2 separate regions of the Mus musculus genome follow, and region 2 is linked to region 1. The links are chromatin contacts, called in public HiChIP or PLAC-seq maps. All regions are on one chromosome and are shown on one strand. The core of a region is the stretch at or near the end of the contact, and the rest is flanking DNA. Distances in the headings are between cores, read along the strand shown.

Region 1 (3,875 bases), core at 639-3,138:
AAGTGTTTCAATAGACTCCTTTGGCAATGAGGACCCTGGAAATCACCCCTTCCAATTTCCTTTGTCCTAATGAACCTTTTTATCACTCGCATTCCAGAGCCAAGGATCCGGAGGACAACAGGGAAGGCTGAACAGAAGACCCCACATAAATGGCCTGCTTCCTGCTAGTTCACTAGGGCCTGGGCTCTGTGCTGTCTTGGGACTGAGTGGACAGCTTTTGCTGTAAGGAAGTGAGAGTTGAACGTTCCCTGCCCCATTGCTTCTGCAGACCTGGGATCTCATCACCCAGCCTGACCCTCTATCAAGAAGAAGAAGTTGTCTATAAGACACTTGGCTTAAAGTCAATTCATTACTTCAAATCCATGCCTGCCACCCTGTCTCTCAGCCTCATGTTACATATATACCTATGAATATTCATTGGCCAGAAGAAAAAGAGTAAGTAAAGAGAGGAAGGCAGAAAGAGTAAGAAAGAAAGTAAATGGTGATAATGAATGTGGTGGTTTGAATATGCTTGGCCCAAGGAATGAATGGCACTATTAGGAGGTGTGGGCTTGTTAAAGTAGGTGTAGCTTTGTTGGAGGAGTTGTGTCACTGTGAGGGTGGGCAATGAGACCCTCCTCCTAACCACCTGGGAGCCAATCTTCTCTTAGCAGACTTCAGATGAAGATGTAAAACTCTCAGTTCCTCCTGCACCACACCTACTTTGATGCTACCATGTTCCGGCCTTGATGATAATGGACTGACCCTCTGAGCCAGCGCCAATTAAATGTTGTCCTTATAAGAGTTGCCTCGATCATGGTATCTGTTCACAGCAATGAAACCCTAACTAAGACAATGAAAGGCAAAGGGGAAAAAAAAGCATGAGAGGGACATCAATGAAGGAGGAAGAATAAATCAGAACAGAAAAGAGAGAAGAAAGAATCCCAAAACAGTGGGGTATGATACAGCTATAGCAACATGAATTATTTTAGAACCTCCCAGGAAGAGAACAGTGCTTTTCCTCCCAATGTGATGAAGGTCCCTCCATGGTCCAGCTGTCCTCCACTCTTCCCTCAGAACCAGCTTAGCTCTCCTGTGGAGCCTGCACCCATTGTTCCTATTCAGGACATCAGTGTCTACCACCTAATTCAGGGCTGACATGAATCTTTCAAGTCTGTGACAGGCTTTTGTAAAACTCAAACAACACATAGCAAAGCAATTGCTCAACTGATTCCTAAGATGCCACCACCTGGGGTAAGTGCAGGCCAGCTGTTAAACAGCTGTCCTACATCAGCCCTCTGAGCCAGAGGTGGAGTGAGGCTGTAATTCAGCAAGATAAAGAGAAAGCTTAGAGGCCAGGGACTCACAGCAAGAGTTGAAGCCTGCAGAACTACAGCCCAGGCTCTTGGCCTGAGTTTTCTTTGTCTTTGCAGTTTTATTATAAATATACTCATAAAAATAAGTACCACTCTCCTTTTGCAAAAGCACTTTATAATTTAAGCATTTCCCATGCATTGTTTCATTTGATCCCTTTGCATTTAAAATTGTTTTAAAATTAGCTAAATGTCAAATGTATTTATAACCTCCCCCCACTTGACCTACATAGTTTGTACAAACATTGTCTGTTGCTTTCTTATAAATGTAGCACAGGAGGGAAAAAATGCCTTTGCATTTTTCCTCCCCTGTCTCTTGCAAAGCAGCCCTTTCTCTCCTCTGGCCACTTCTCTTGACACTGTAATTACAGGCTTTTTGTAACTTTGTTTTCCTGTCTGTGTCTCGGAGGTGGCAATTCTTTGTTCCTTTTCCACTTCCCTTTGAGAAAACGGTTTGTTTCTTGCACCTGTGGCTTGCCCCTTTTACCTCCTCCAATGTCAGCACAGCCAATTGTCACCAGGTTCTTCAGAACCTAAGGACAATAAGAAGCACAACAATTGTTACCTAGTCAACTCCTCCCTATAGTCCTTGGCCTGCAGCTGCCCTTCCATTGCCCCATATTTTATTGTTGGGAAGTAGCTCTCTTTTTACCTAACTGGGTAACATTGGAGGCTAGTGAACATTGGATCTCTCTTAGCAGATGTTCCCACAACTGTAATGCCAAAGTAGAGTGCAGCTCACTTTATAGGCTTGAAAAGTTAGAGGGGAGGCGTGGGATAGAGTTCAGCTGTCAGAGTACTTTCCTCACATGCATCAATCATCCTCAGCACTACCACATTGACCAGGAATGGTGGTCCTTGCTTGTAACCCCAGCACTCACGAGGCACTAGCGGGAGGATCAGATATTCAGGGTCCTCCATGCTCAGATACAGGGTCAGTTTGAAACTATCCCAAGCTACATGGAACCTTGCCTTGTCAAAAAACAAACAAACAAACAAACAAACAAAACCACATAGCTGCTACTCCAGAGCCTTATATCTGACATGGTGTGAGCACCCATGGGTGTCACCTCCCCGTCTCTCCATTGGCACACTCACCTCATTTGGAATCTTATGAACTCTTGGCTCTGGAATAACAAGCTCTGTGAGTCACCCCAGTCCTTTACCCCCTTGGGCCAGACACTCATCTTTGTCTCATTTAGAACATACAGAAACTGGAATGATAAAAGCCTTCTGCATCCAACAGTCACTGTGCGGTCAGGATCAAATGGAATACAGTTAAAGGTACTCTGTACAGTAGATGGAGATCTACCAAGAGATCTTCTAAGCATCAGGCATTCCTGGGCAAGGCTACACAGTCCTACTTCACTGCAAAAGTTTCTGTACCTTCTTCAAGACATTTTTAAAGCAGTAGAACACACATAAAAAGATACCATCTTAACCATTTTTAGTGTACAGCTTAGTAAGGTTAAGTATCTATATTATTACATTACTATATAACCAGTCAGTAGAAAACTTTTAGCTTGCAAAAAAAACTGAAGAGGGGAACTAAATGTGCTTAACCTGTACAAAACCAACATCTAAGGTACGAGCTGTTTTCCCCCTGAGAGCCCCATCTCCTAAGGCTGAGGGAGTTCATTGAGCTAGCCCATCCAGCAGAGGGCTGTTTTAGAGTTACCCAGTGATAGGCGCATGAGTTTCCTCTGGGCTACATTTTCTCCATAGGAAAACTCTCCCTTCCTGACACCTTTGCTACCGCAGAATTAGCATTTTGGCTTCTAGGGTTGGATACTTTGCCTTTTTCACTCTAAAGAACAGGCCCTTCCAACTCCAGAGTGGTGAGGACGGCTCATGCCTCCAAGTGCAGAAAGGCCTCAGAGAAGCTATGTCCACTTAGAGGAGTCACAGGTTCTTGAACCAGTGGGTTTGCTTCTGTTCTAGTTCATTTTCCCTTGCTCTAACGAAATGTAGGAAGCTCAATACCTATAAAGAAAAGGGTTCTATTTAGCTCACAGTTTTGGTGGTGGAAAGCCTGAACAGGGTTACCCTCCCCCGCCCCCCCCCCCCCCCCCCGCCCCCGTGGCTCCATTCCACTGGGTCAGATGGCCATGATGAGAGCTTTCATGAGCAGTGATGTATAACACTAAGTGAAACACTCTCCTCCAGAGGAAGGTTTAAGACCCCGGAAGTGAAACTTAAATGGCTTAGGATGTTCCCAAGATCCGTAAAGCACATCCCCGGGGTTATAAAAACAGCAACAGTCACTGAGGAGAAGAGATTCTCCAGTCAGCCAAGTTGACTAAAAGTTATTCGGGGAGCTCCAGGCAGGGAAGCAAACTTTGTGAGTTGTCACCCACGCTGGGGTGGATGTTTTGGTGAAACCCCTGTAAGTAATTCTCACTCACATTCCTGTAAGTAGCCTTAAGGCACTTGTTTGTTCCCTAAGCTAGAGTTGGGGGAATGCTTTCATGGGTCCGTCATTGGCTGACGTTTGTTCCTATCTCCCTAGGAAAAAAAATCACA
Region 2 (3,718 bases), core at 843-3,342, 760 kb before region 1:
CGTCCTCAGGCATCATCAGGCAGTTCTATCACCAATATTTCAGTTCACGGGGAGGTTGTTGGGTTAAGATTTTAACCATGCTTTTTTAAAAGTGTTTTTTTTTCTAAACTCTGTGCCTTTAGTGGAGTGAATCAAAATTTACCTTTTATCTACGAATGCTTTTCTATTGCACCTGACACCTGCATGTGCGCATGCACACACACACATCCTGCCCCCAGCTTGAGGCTTAGTAACCACAGAAGATGCTGTACAGCCAGTGGGTAGGAATTTACATACTCTGCAGGGGTTATGCAGATAATAGCCATGCAGGGGTTTCGTTTTATGCTCAACACATCTGAGAAACAGCAATCCAGACTTACTTTACCCTTGTTGATAACTATGTAGAATTCCATTGTATCAATTATTACATTTTTTTAGTGAAATTCCTATTGGTATCTGGTAGCAGTTTCTATGGTCTAGAAGGGAGGGAAATGGTGGCACAGGAATTGACACATTATCTCAGTGAAAGAAGGGAAGGAGGGGAAGAGTGGTTGCCTATTTTTATGGGGTGGTTTTTAACACGCTCACTTTCTACTTCCGGTACCTGATTCTGCTCATGCCGGGCCCCAGGCAGGCCTCTTCCCTGCTCTGAACCTCATGGTCTGTCCCACTAGGAGACTGGCCAATGGGATCTTCAGAATTTCTTCTGTTCCCTGGCTACTGTGCCAGGAGTGGACTTCTGAATGGTACCACCTGCAACCATTTATTTTCATCCCTGATGATGGCACTCCTGAGGGAGCAGGAGGATGGTTGCTTCCGAAACTCTGACAGTGTCATGGCATGACTATACTTCTCTGCTCTTCTCGGCTGGGCAGAGAGAACTCAAGGCCACCTGCCTCCCCAACTCTGTTGCCCCTTGTAGAGGCAAAGAGAAAGGGAGCATGCGTAGCCAGGGAGTAGTCACTAAGGATGATGGAGAACAGAGCCCTTTAGGATTCTTGGACAAGTTTGAACACAGTGTGTTTCAGGGGGTGGGGGGTGGCTAGACTGAAAAACAGTGCATGGAGCTACCCTTGGATAGGACTGGGCAGACAGAGGACAGTCCCGGAGCATCTGTGCTGGGCACTAAAGGATGCTGCCTGAGAAACGCAAACCTACAGAGGGAGGGCTCAGGAACAATGAGAACCACAGAGGCCCAGCTTCCTGGTCCTTAGTACTTGAGGAGTATCAGCAGATGGATTCGGGCCTCTACTCTGATGTTTCTAACCTTCTTGGTCAAGACCTTAGTAGTGCTACTCTTTATAAGGTTCCCAGATGATTCAAACACACAGCCAGGGCATTATAGTGGTCTCTGTATCAACCCTGTCATTTTCTTAATAATAACTGCTAACATATAACAGCAATTCTGAGTGTCACATTTTATTCAGAACGTCTGGTTATACTGTCTTCTGTTCCCCACAGTGGCACTTGAGGTAGGCTCCGAGGAAGCTGAGAAGGGTTATGTGACTTTCTCAAGTACTAGGGCTGGAACCCATGCCCCCACCCCCAGCAGGGAGACATTGCTGCTGCTCTTCTCCCATCTTTGATTCCTCTAAGAAATCACCTCCCAGAAAGCTCACCAAGGCCCAGGCAAAGTCCAGTCTCCCTGGCTCAAGTTTGAGCTCCTTGCCATCCGTTGCCTCTCTAGGGTGGGCAGGATCCAAGGAGACCTACTGGGTTTCCTCTGGGTCCCCAGCAGGCTAGCTGTGCCTTCAGGAAACTATCCCATGTTGCCTGGGTGGGGTTGCTATGGACCTGGTCCCCAAGGAGCCCGTGGAGCAGCTGCAGTAGCCTCAACCCCAGAGGAAGCTGTTGATCTGCTCAGAGACTAATGACAGCAGCAGTGTGGGGGAGCCTTTGAAGTCGTGGGTTGCCTTGGGGATCCCCTCTAACCTCTACTATTCCAGTCTAGCAACTGGGAGTATCAAGGAGGGATTTCTTCCAGTCAGAACATCCTTTTGAGAGCCTGTGGTGGAGCTGCGATCAGAGAAAAACAAAGCCACACATAGGACTGTGCTTTCCGCTCTCTTGGTGAACCTTTCCCTTGAGAACTTCCTGAGTGAGACAGGACCCCGGGCTTTCTATGACGAGTATGCCCTTTAGAGGGTACCTATTGTAAACACCGTGGCTTCAGTACCTCCCTCCACCACACAGGGCATCCTAGTTCAGGCTTACTTCTTGCCTGTAATATGCCAGACATTGTTCTAACTGTTCTATGGTCATCTCGTCTAATATTCATATCCAGTGGGCTGTTAGCATGATGATCCCCTCTGTCAAATGCCACCTAGGACAGTGGTTCTCAGCCTTCCTAAGGCTGTGACCCTTTAATTCATGTTGTGTATGACACCGTTCATGTTGGAGTGTCCTCCCAACCATAAAATTAGTTTTGTTGCTACTTCATAACTGTAATGTTGCTGCTGTTATGAACTGCAATGCAAATATCTGTGTTTTCCGATGGTCTTAGGTGACCAAGGGTTGCTCAACTCCCAAAGGGGTCATGACCCACAGGTTGAGAACTGCTGGCCTTGGGAGTAAATCTACCTTGTAGACTGTTGTGGAAGTTAGATGAGTTACATGTGTTACTTATTCAACTGGTACCCTTTACAGAGCATCTTTTCTTATTTTAAAGGGGAAGAGACCAAAGTTAATTTGCCCCATGTGCACATCAGTTACAGATAGCCTAGGATTTGAGCCTGGCATTTGGATTTAACACCAATGCCTCTCATGACCATAGCCACTGTCTCCTCTCACGACCTAAGCCTTCTCCTGGAAATGCATCCACCTCTGGGGACAGGCCAACAATGATGCCCTGCATCCCCACATGGAACTAGAAGCAAAACGTGATATAAGCTCCAAAAGTATATCGTTTGGCAAGAAGCTGGTTAGAGCCAGGGCCTGGGACCCACAAACTTGGGAATACATGTCTCCAGAAACTCAGCCCCTGGCTGTTCACTCAGCCTCAGTGACTGCAGGTATATATGTATATGCATATGTATATGTGTATGATCTATATGCATATGCTCTTGCTATCAGATGGCAGGAGCAGGTCTTGACCCTGTGGTTTTCAAAAGGACACCGAGAAACAGTAAGGCCGGATTCCCTGTGAGAATCTTTGTGCTGATTTGGGTCAGTCGATGTCGGCTGCTCCATGTCCTAATGCAGACCCATCGAGGAGGTGTAGCAGAGTGTGGATGGGACAGCTGAACTAGAGGGATGGAAAGAACCATTCTGAGGCAGCCTCAAAAATGCCCAGAATGAATGAGGCCACAGCGGCAATGAGCTAATGTTCTTTAGAAGGCGTCTCAGATTCCAGCTCTGGAAGACATGCTGTACTCAGCAGATGAACAAAGGGTGACACTGCCCAGCCTAACAGGTCAGCTCCCTGGGGAGTTGTGGAGCCACTGCCTGAGGTGGCCGGCCAAAGGGTTCTGGGTTGGTCTGCTGGCTTCTTACACTCACAGGACCCATAACTTGCTGACCTCGTAATGAGTCTGGGGAAACCCAGAGACTAAGGAGGCTAAGAGCATGCCCAGAGGCTACAGTCAGGCCAAGCAGGGAACTGGACGGGATAAATTCTCAGAGACATTTGGGTATGGCTTGTGGCACCGGGTGCCCCACAAACAAAGCCACCACTGTGTCCAGAAAGGAAAATCTATTGAGAAATCTCATGCACTACTTCTTTACAGGGTGTGGGACAGAT

What was found. HiChIP or PLAC-seq counts read pairs in DNA pulled down with a chosen protein or histone mark.
Region 2: an H3K27ac HiChIP or PLAC-seq map of double positive thymocytes shows a contact between it and region 1, with 2.5 times the contacts expected there. The contact joins two enhancer-like sites. A contact is called at or near these places in 4 of 39 promoter capture datasets (the 3T3-L1 cell line, the C10 cell line, embryonic stem cells and 1 more) and 3 of 115 datasets of contacts at active chromatin or transcription factors (double positive thymocytes, forebrain and large pre-B cells).

What each region holds. Positions count from the first base shown.
Region 1 is chr17:73,051,769-73,055,643 of GRCm38.p6, reverse strand. No RefSeq gene overlaps it. Among named protein-coding and RNA genes, the nearest start is that of Gm30476, 17 kb to the right of the region's middle. Within about 2 kb of position 1,888, at least 48 of the 459 cell types and tissues checked have an H3K27ac peak or open chromatin away from gene starts, as enhancers often do. A contact at or near this core is called in double positive thymocytes, where this site is marked.
Region 2 is chr17:73,811,550-73,815,267 of GRCm38.p6, reverse strand. All of the region lies in intron 1 of Ehd3 (EH-domain containing 3), which reads right to left. Among named protein-coding and RNA genes, the nearest start is that of Ehd3, 8.6 kb to the right of the region's middle. Within about 2 kb of position 2,092, at least 55 of the 459 cell types and tissues checked have an H3K27ac peak or open chromatin away from gene starts, as enhancers often do. A contact at or near this core is called in double positive thymocytes, where this site is marked.